2 separate regions of the Rattus norvegicus genome follow, and region 2 is linked to region 1. The links are chromatin contacts, called in public Hi-C maps. All regions are on one chromosome and are shown on one strand. Each heading gives the region's core, a stretch centred on a gene start, on an enhancer-like site or on the middle of the called end of the contact. The rest is flanking DNA. Distances are from core to core; before and after follow the strand shown. Region 1 holds the start of Xpa (XPA, DNA damage recognition and repair factor). Region 2 holds the start of Anp32b (acidic nuclear phosphoprotein 32 family member B).

What was found. A called contact is a pair of places that touch in the nucleus more often than the background predicts.
Region 2: a contact with region 1 is called in a Hi-C map of Schwann cells, with 4 times the contacts expected there. The contact joins the promoter of Anp32b here to the promoter of Xpa in region 1. A contact is called at or near these places in 5 of 12 Hi-C or Micro-C datasets (the Rat2 cell line, Schwann cells, frontal cortex and 2 more) and 1 of 1 datasets of contacts at active chromatin or transcription factors (oligodendrocytes).

The regions. Positions count from the first base shown.
Region 1 is chr5:65,269,385-65,274,127 of GRCr8, forward strand. Xpa (XPA, DNA damage recognition and repair factor) reads right to left here and starts at 1,948. Exons shown (of 6, transcript NM_001399041.1): 1 at 1,724-1,948. The coding sequence starts at 1,895.
Region 2 is chr5:65,536,344-65,541,086 of GRCr8, forward strand. Anp32b (acidic nuclear phosphoprotein 32 family member B) reads left to right here and starts at 2,529. Exons shown (of 7, transcript NM_131911.2): 1 at 2,529-2,756. The coding sequence starts at 2,703.

The sequences.
Region 1 (4,743 bases), core at 698-3,197:
GAACTGAAAGCGAGCATGGGGTGAGCCTAGCTGGGAAGTGTCTGAGGATCTAGCTGCAGAAGCAAAGAACAGAAATGATTTCCCACGACAGCAAACTGAAGGGAAAACTCACTCAGTATAAACTCTGAAGGAGAAACCCCTTTCTCCCCAGGGTGGTGAGTGAAATGAGGAACGGGGTACTCAAACAAGATACCAGAACTCCCTAAAATAAGGGAACTCCCTTGTTTCCAAGGGCAACAAAACTTACCAGGTGGACTGGCCAACCTTGCCTAACTTAGGCTACTTTTCTTTTCTTCTTCTTCTTCTTCTTTTTTTTTTTTTTAAAGATTTATTTTATTCATATGAGTACACCGTCCCTGTCTTCAGACACACCAGAAGAGGGCATCTGATCCCATTACAGATGGTTGTGAGCCACCATGTGGTTGCAGGGAGTTGAACTCAGGACCTCTGGAAGTGCAATCAGTGCTCTTAACCGCTGAGTCATCTCTCCAGCCCTAGGCTACTTTTCTTTTTCCAGCCCAGGGTCTTGAGCACACCAGGCAAGCATTCGACTAGCGAGCTACATCCACAGCCCTCTGTCTGGTTTTTAGAGTCGAGGCCTCCCTAACTTGCTCAGGCTGACCTGGAACTCTATCCCAGGCAGTTCTTGAACTCAGGATCCCCCTGCCTCAGCCTCCCCAGCAGCTCTGGTTACAATCTGTCTCAGCAACAGACTACTTCTGCTCTTCTAGTTTTCCCGATGTTCTGGACTCCTCGTGTGGAACTGAACGATTCTGTCTCCCTACTTGCCAGGCTGTTTGAAGTTGTAGAAACTCTCATGGCTTTAGATGTTCCCAGCAGGTAGAAGGACAGTGGTGAGACATGTATCTAACAGTGTCTATCTGTATATGGATAATGAGAAACCGAGGCTGCAATACGGACTTATGAGATCTGCACTATAACCAACAAAGATAATGGAAATTACTTTTTACGTTACAAAATGGCATATGAGGACTTTCAAGTGGTTTTGAAAGATTCAAATCTAAGCTACAAACCAGCTCTGCTGGTCAAGAGTAACAAATCAAATTCAATGGCAAGTCTAAAAGTACAAACTGCCATAAAACATACGCATTATTTAGTATTATTATTTATTAACATACTGCCAAAACAAGTACTACACAAACACACGCACTATGTGGAGTCGTGAGAAAGGGATAAAAAAGTAAATTACTTTTGTAGAAATAACTCAGGTGAATTACTCCCAAGAGAAATGCCAGCAGCCGAAAGCACGACGGGCATTAAAAAGCGGGAAAACAGCAAGGCAGGGGCTACCCTTAGATGCCAAGTATAGCCAAAATGAACCCAGGGCATATGCCACTAAGTAAAACAAGGTTACCAAGCCGTGTCAACTCCAAAGTGCGGGGCTCTGCGGGTGTTAATCTACTTTGCGCTGGAAAGCAGGCGCGGCGCATGTAAAAGACTGGGTCTGGGGCAGTTCTACTGGGTGCTGGAGTGGGAGACGGTGCAGGCTTGTTTAATGGCTGCAAGACTGAAAGTTCTGCACCATAGATGTGCCAAGCACAGGGCACGACAGGGATGGCCTGGGACCGCGGAGATACGGGCATGCACAGCTGTTCCCGCACACCGAGCTGGAGTCGGCTGCCAAGACGCAGTGGGAAGGCTAGGGATGCGGTCCCAAACCCGCCGGATGAAGGCTATGCGCGCGCCCGTAGGGGGCCCCCACCTCCGGTGGCCGCCGCCGCCGGGTACGGCCGCGCCGCCAGCCGGGCCTGGCGCAGCATCAGCGCCCGCTGCCGCTTCCGCTCCACGCTCGCGCGTACGGCGGCCGGCAGCTCCGCGGGCTTCTCCGCGGCCGCGGGCTCCGGTGACGTCCGCTTCTCCTCCGCTGTCGCCATCGCTAACACACTCCGTAAACAGCGCACGCGAATCACTAACAGTTTCTAGCAGCCACAAGTACCTCCACTATCAGGCATTTAAAAAAGAAAGAAAAGAAAAGAATTGCGCCTGCGCAGTCTAGGAGTAGTGGCGGAAAAGACGATGGGAGAGGCATTGCGCCTGCGCAGTTGAGGAGTGGTGGCGGAAGAGATGGTAAAGCACTTGTTGACACATAACCTGGACTAAGCATTGTTGGAGGATCAGGACTTTAAGGTCATCCTTGTCTACACAGTATGTTCCAGGCCAGCCTGAGCTACATGAGACCCTGTGTCCAAAAGTAAAGAGAACATGGAAAAGAGCATCAAGAAAGAATGTCTGTGTGACAGCTAAAAAGCATGAGAAAACAGGAAGACAACAGAGAGAAGTGGGACGCAGTATGAGCTCCAAACCCAGCTGCGGGGCGTGGGTAGAGAGCCAAAGTCGAAACCACGTGGAAAGCCAGACAGCCCCATGACAACAGACTGGCCATCCTGTATAGAAACGAAACCCCTGGTTTCAGAAAACCTTCCATCCAGTGGGGGAATGTGATGTGGCAGTAACTCCCCCTGTGCGGCAAGATGGCTTTGGGAGAAAAAATGCACAGTGTACTCCCCCCTGTATTGTGGACTGCTGTGCCAGGGGGCATGTTCATAGCACCACTGCTCCCAATAACCAAAAGCTAAAAACTGCCCGAATGCCCATCAACTTTTGAATGGCTAAACAAAGCATACATAGTATTACCATACAATGAATTATTTTTCTTCAGCCGTGAAAAAAATGAAGCACCGATCCAGGCTACGACGTGACTGAACTTTGAAGATGTTACTCTAAGAGAAAGAAGCCAATCACAAATGGGTGCGTTTATGGGAAACTCACATAACAGGCAAGCCCACCATAATAGAAAAAAGGTTAGAGGTTCCTGGAGCATGAAACTAAGGAGTAACTGTGAGGAGACATTACAGTGTGGGTACGGGGCCTCCTTCTGAGGTGATGAAAATTCTAGAACCAGACACTGTTGATGATTGCACAACTTTGTGGATGTATTTTCTGGCCAGAGCAGGGGATCTGAGCACCAGAACCCCACCTCCACCCCACCCTACCGCACCCACCCTTGTGGCACCAAGCCTTAAGTAGCAGCACCTCTGATGACCACCGTAGTCTCTGAGAATTTCTGACTTGGTGGCTGAGGGGATGAGGTGACAGTATTCCCCCTAAAATAACCTCTGAGGGTGACCAGTGCTCAGAATCCTGTCCCCGACAAAACATCGAATCTGACAGGTTTCAGGATGCAGCTTGAATGCTTCATACGCCCCAGGATTCTGAAACTCTTGGCAACTCGTTGCTCTCCCTTTCCAGGTAACTCCCTCTCCTTTGGCTCGGGGAATTTTTGTGATAGAGTTTCAGGAAACCAGGTCTGATCTGTGAGCTGGCGCCTCAGCTCAAAGCAGACTCCCTCCTCAGAGAAAGAGTGCGCACCCTGATCAGTATACTCCACTGGGTGACAAAGGCTATGGGTTTGCCCGGAGCCAAACACATGAGTCACCTGGTGGGGGTACAAAAGGAAGAAGGGCAAGAACAACAAATCAGGGGCCATGTCCTTGCCTTTTCTCATGACTGCATCCACCTTCCCACACTGTACCTCCTTCCCCTCCCACCCTTACAGATCCTGGCTAATGAGGAAACTGTGCAAAGGACAGAGAGCGCTGAAACCCCAGTGGAACTGAAAGAGTAGCCTCTGAAGAAGGGAGTCCAGGAAGATGGGGGGTGAGAAACCCTGCAAAGGCCCTGCCAGGACCCCCTCTCTATGTATGACTGGGCTGTTTTTCCTCTAATTCCCTGAGGTTTTACCCCTTAAATGTGGTCACTTTGACCATCATTGACAGCCACTCACAACACAAGAACATCTGTGATCAGGTTTTCATGGCATTAAGAGCAGGAACTGCTCAGTCCCCTGTTACTTCAGAGCCATCACATCAAATATGGCACACAGGAACTGCTTTGCAAATGGTTGCTAAACTCGGTAAGTTTAATTTTATGTCAAATAGCCCTAGTTGTGTATCTGACCTGCACTGAAACACAAATTCAAAGCCGAATCTTTTTTTTTTTTTTTTGGTTCTTTTTTTCGGAGCTGGGGATCGAACCCAGGACCTTGAGCTTCCTAGGCAAGCGCTCTATCACTGAGCTAAATCCCCAACCCCTCAAAGCCGAATCTTGTTCCTGCTTCCATGCCTGTTTAACAGGAGTAACGGGAGACACTCTAAATGGCTCAGGTTCCTGTCTAGTTCTGTCTCTGTTTTAGTAATAACACAGCCAACATCTCCATGAAGCTGAGTATACACAAGGTTTTTGGTTTGTCTTGAGACAAGGTCTCTCTCTCTCTCTCTCTCTCTCTCTCTCTCTCTCTCTCTCTGTGTGTGTGTGTGTGTGTGTGTCTGTGTGTCTGTGTGTGTTTGTGTCTGTGTGTGTGTCTCTCTGTGTGTGTCTGTGTCTCTGTGTGTGTGTATGTGTGTGTGTTTGTGTCTGTGTGTGTATGTGTGTGTGTTTGTGTCTGTGTGTGTATGTGTGTGTGTGTCTCTGTGTGTGTATGTGTATGTGTTTGTGTCTCTGTGTGTTTGTGTCTCTGTGTGTGTGTGTCTGTATGTGTCTGTGTGTGTCTGTGTGTGTGTTTGTGTCTCTGTGTGTGTCTGTGTCTCTGTGTGTGTGTGTCTGTATGTGTGTCTGTGTGTGTATGTGTGTGTTTGTGTGCCTGTGTGTGTATGTGTGTGTATGTGTTTGTGTCTCTGTGTGTGTGTATGTGTGTGTCTCTGTGTGTGTTTGTGTCTGTGGGGT
Region 2 (4,743 bases), core at 1,279-3,778, 270 kb after region 1:
GAAGGCTTGGGTCATTGGCCAATCTGAAGTGAGGAACGGGTCCAAAAAGTTACCAGGTCTCAGTCTTGCTCTCTGACGTTTTAGAGTGTGCTGGAATTCACATGCATTCTGATGCACACAGGTGGTTTTAAGACTAAAGAAGTGCCCCAGCTTGACACTGTTAGCATTACTGTGCATGGGCATTAGCATGGACAGAAGTGGTAGGAAACTCATGAGCACAGTTGCCCATAACAAACCAGAATGTTCTCATCACCGTCCCTCCTTTCCTTCCTAGAGCTCACACCATGAATTCATGGATGGCTGCAGGTTGGATATGACTGCATACTGTCCCTCTTCCTCACACAGATCCATTAGTGATGTTAAACACAGCAATATTTAACATCAGGCCCGGTGACGGCAGCCCCTTCAGGCCGTTGGGCTGAGAGTCCTGTAGATGTTGGCAGGGCGATGGGACACACCCTGTGCTGCCTGCCTGTGTTATTTATGCCCCTGGCAGTGAAGCCCCTGACAAAGAAGCGTGTCACTGGGACACATGCTCTTTGTTCAGAGGTGCATGCCAGCACCGGCTGTGCAGGAAGGCACAGTGCCCTATCTGTAGTCACTCTTCCTTCGACTCTCTTGCCTTCTTTTTTTATTTGGTGCATGCTGTGGCTGTGTTTATTAATTACTCTGTAGCTTAATCTTATTAAATACACATTCATCCTGTGGACTGTTTACCATGGGAAAGCGTCCTCAATACCACAGATTTTGCTTTCAAGAGAGAACAGTCTGAACATACTAGGCAGGATCAATCTTACCCTCCTTGGGAGTTACCAGGTTACTCCTCTCTCACATACACTATACCTCGAACCAGCAGCACAGGACAACACCTGTGGGCTACCTGCTCTCATAGGGCCCTCAACTGTTACCCACCCAGTGTACCAAAGTAAGAGTCCCCAACGGTGACTCACTCTAGACCAGGGTGGTGCAAAACTATGGCAGATTTGGACCAGATCTATAAAGTTAAATTTTGTTGGGGTTACTGGTAGTGATTAAACCCTAATTCCTCATTTTTTCAATTAAGATATCACCAACATCATAGGGGTAGCTGAAAGTTAAATGGGGCATAACAGAGCAAGCTCTTAAAAGCCAATGCTCGGTGATTGCTTATGGAAGCGTCTCAGTAGACTTTTTTCTTTTTCCTTTTGCATAGCTCAGTGAAGCCTATCACATTATAGTTAGAGATCGTTTGTGACAAGGAGCATACCACTCCCTTCCTTTCCCCACATTCTCCTGTGGCCTTCCAGACTACCACAGGAGTCATGAATGAATCTACACCTAGAAGTGTTCACCTTTCTCCATAACCTACACATTTTCTTTTACCCTGAATTATTTCTGAAACTGATATATAGTCCATTTAAAAGTTTGGGCCTCTAAGCCAAAATGGGATGATAGAAGCTTCTCCCATTAAAATCTTAGGGTAATACCTAGAATAATGTTTTTCTCCATTAAATAGTAATTTTTGGTGCCTCTGGTTAATATCAGAATGAAGTAGGCTCCTGACTTAACACAAAGTCGTGTGCTTTAAATCCAGGGACTCTTAAAATTAGATCTTGACAAAGGCTGCCAGCCCAGGATTCACCTTAATGAAGACCGAGAATGTATACATCTTCCACAGGAGCGCCAAGAGATAAAAGTCAGAGGGTAGGGACTGAGGCTTCATTAAAATTACTAATGGCTTCCTTTACTAGTAGCTCACATGTTTAAAAAGTGTTTATGGATAGTCGTTCTGTGTCTCTTTGGACAGTTTGTAGTTTACATACCAATAAAGTTTTAAAGTATATTTTAAAAAAATTAAAAAAAAAAAAGCGCCGAGGGAAAGTCTCCTGAACTGGGGATGCGCAGATGGGGCATGGCTTGGACAAGTGGCTGGAGCTGCCCCTGCCAGTGTCGTAGTGCAGCTTCCTCGCAAGTACTACGCAGTACAGTACGGCTGGGCAGCGAGCACAGCCTCACGAGGGGTACTCGAAGGCACTTCTAACATCACTGGACCTAAAGGTTGTGAGGTCGGGCTGTGGTCTTCAAACAGGGGGCACAGGGTGAACCCCAAAGCCACAGCCTCTGAGGGCGTCTGAAGGCTCAGGCGAAATTGGGTCTGGGAGAGCCCGGAAGGCGCGAGGCAAAGCTTGTCCATAGACGTACAGGCGAGCGCGGGTGGGGGGTGGGGGTCCCGGCACCGGAAGGTCTTACATCAGCCAGCCCACGTGCGACCCGAGGGCCAGGAGGCGCGCGCGGCCCGGGAGGCGGCGCCGCAGTCCTGGCTGAGTTTAAGGCGGGTCCCGCCCCGCCCTCCGTGCGCCTCCCCAGTCCGCGCTGCAGCCCGGGCTCCCGAGCCGAGCGTCGCCGCGCAGGGCCGAGTGGAGCCGAGCAGCCGCCGCGTCGCGTCGCCGGTTTAAGCGCAGTGCGGGGCCTTGGCCGGGGGCGGCGGTAGTGAGGCCAGCGCCGCGCTCCAGCCCCCTTTTCCCTCCATGGTTTCTCTCCGCTCCCGCGAGTAACTTGGCTCCGGGGGCTCCGCTCGCCCGCACGCCCGCACGCCGCCCGGGACCACGCCGCCTCCTCCAGCCGCCTCCTTCCGACGGCCCTCGCCGCGCAGGCCGGGTCGCCTCTCCCCCCTCCGCCCCCGCCGCGGAAAGTTAAGTTTGGAGAGGGGGGACGAGGGGAACATGGACATGAAGAGGAGGATCCACCTGGAGCTGAGGAACCGGACCCCGGCAGCTGTAAGCAGAACCCCTCGGGCACCCGCGCCCCCGATGACTTGCAAGTAATGGTGGCCACCTGCGGGCCACCGGGCTCCGGCCGCGGCGCGGGGAAGGCGCTGCTCGCAGCTCGGACGGGGACAGGGAAGGCGGGCGGAAGGCGCGGAGGGGGGAGCGAGCGCGCGGGCATTAACTCTTTGGCGCCCGCGGGCCCCCGTGGCCACGGGGAGGACGGCGGGTGGAAAAGCAAACTTTGAGCCGCTCGCCTGCTCGGTCCTCTCCCGGAGGGAGCGCTTGTGCGTGTGGCCGGCGGCGAGGGCGGGCGCGGGGGTTGTGTAACGCTGGGAGCCATGTTTGCAGCCTCCCGGGATGCGCGGCCGGGCGGAGGCCGGGCCTGCCGAGGAGCCGCGCCGCCAGGCCCGCCGCGGGGCCGGGCCAGGTTCCATGCGCCCCGCGGCCCGCAGGGCCTCGCGGCCCGCGCTGAGAAGGGGGTTCGGGTCCCTGAGGGGCACGGAGCCCCCTCGGGCGCGGCCTGGCGCGGAACGGGGGAGGGGCGGGCCTGGCGGCGGAGGTGGCGCAACCGCCGCCCCTCCCGAGGCCAAGTTTGAAAAAAGGATGCGCTTCCCGCCATTTTTCAAGCCTAAAAATACAACTTTGCCCCTCCTTTGCCCGGCTCGCCTTCGCCCTCGGCCTTGCCCACGCGGGCTTCCTGGGTCGGCCGGGCACCGTCACCGCGGTGGCTTCGCCCTCCCCCGCGCCGCCGCCCGGGGCCTTGCCCGAGAGGGAGGCCGGCCCCTCGGTGTGGGCGGCCGGCGGCTCCGCGCGCCAGCCGGGGCGCGCCACAGCGCCATGTTGGCGGGCGCCGTCTTCCTCCGCCGGGTGAGCCGGCCGCCCTCGCGCTGCCTGTCGGTCCCCGGGCTGCCCCCGCCCCGCGGGCTGGGCTCCGCGCGCACTGGAAGCGCGGCGCTCGGCCACCGCCGCCGCCTCATTCCCTCGCGGGCGCCCTCCCCCTTCTTAAAAGGGCAACGGTGGCCGACGCGGGGCTGGGGCGGCCTGGGCCCCGCACGTGCTCCACGCGGCCTTTGCGGCCGACCGAGCGCAGGCCGCGGGCCCGACGCCGCCCTCGTGCGCCGCGGCGCGTCTGGGCTCGACCCCGGCCCCACGATGTCCTGTGGGACGGGCGGCCCGCGGCCTGGGCTGGCGTACGCAGGTGACTGTGGCTAACAAGTTGGGAACTTGTGGAGATGGCCTGCCTTGGTGCGCCTGGCATGCCCGAGGCTTTGTGTTCCCTGCCACAGGCCTTGAGGTCGGCACCTCCGAAGTGTGGGGCGGTCCCTGAGGACTGATTGGGTGGTGTCCCTGTTCCCCGGGGCCCTGAGCATTTCACCGGCACGTGTCCCTTCCATCCCTCAGTCAGACATTTTGTGCCCACCACGTGCTGGGAAATTGAGTTGTTGAACCATCTTCTTCCTTTAACTTGAAAAGATTAGTATTAAGCCTTGAGCTTTTCACTCTAGTCAGCCACAAAAATCAATGGAATATGAAGTAACTAAATTTAGGTAAAACACCCATTTTCATATTAAACCCTCTTGACAAAGGCTAGAGCCATGGAATTAGAAGTGAATTAGGGACTACACCTTTACAGGGTCTGCAAGCAACAAGTGGTTGACGGATAAAGCATTGGCCATTGGCCACCCTTGGGTCTCTTGAACCACTGATTTATTGCGTTGTTTAGCTTACAGTATGACGGGGCCTGAGAAACTTGTGTAAACAAGAGTATCTGCTGCCCTCCTGGGCCTCACAATGGGAGGGGGGCTTGCTACCTCCTTTTTGTACCTTGGCAGTATAGGGGGAAAGTGTCTTTTTGAGATAGCCACGAAGATTATGGGGGTTGTGAAGGGCAAGCTACTTGGAGGGAGTCAGGCCATTGGTTAATGCTTATTTAGAAAAACTTTGACCTAAACTTGAAGGATTTGAAGGGAAAATTGTCGCAAATATTTTGCCGCCC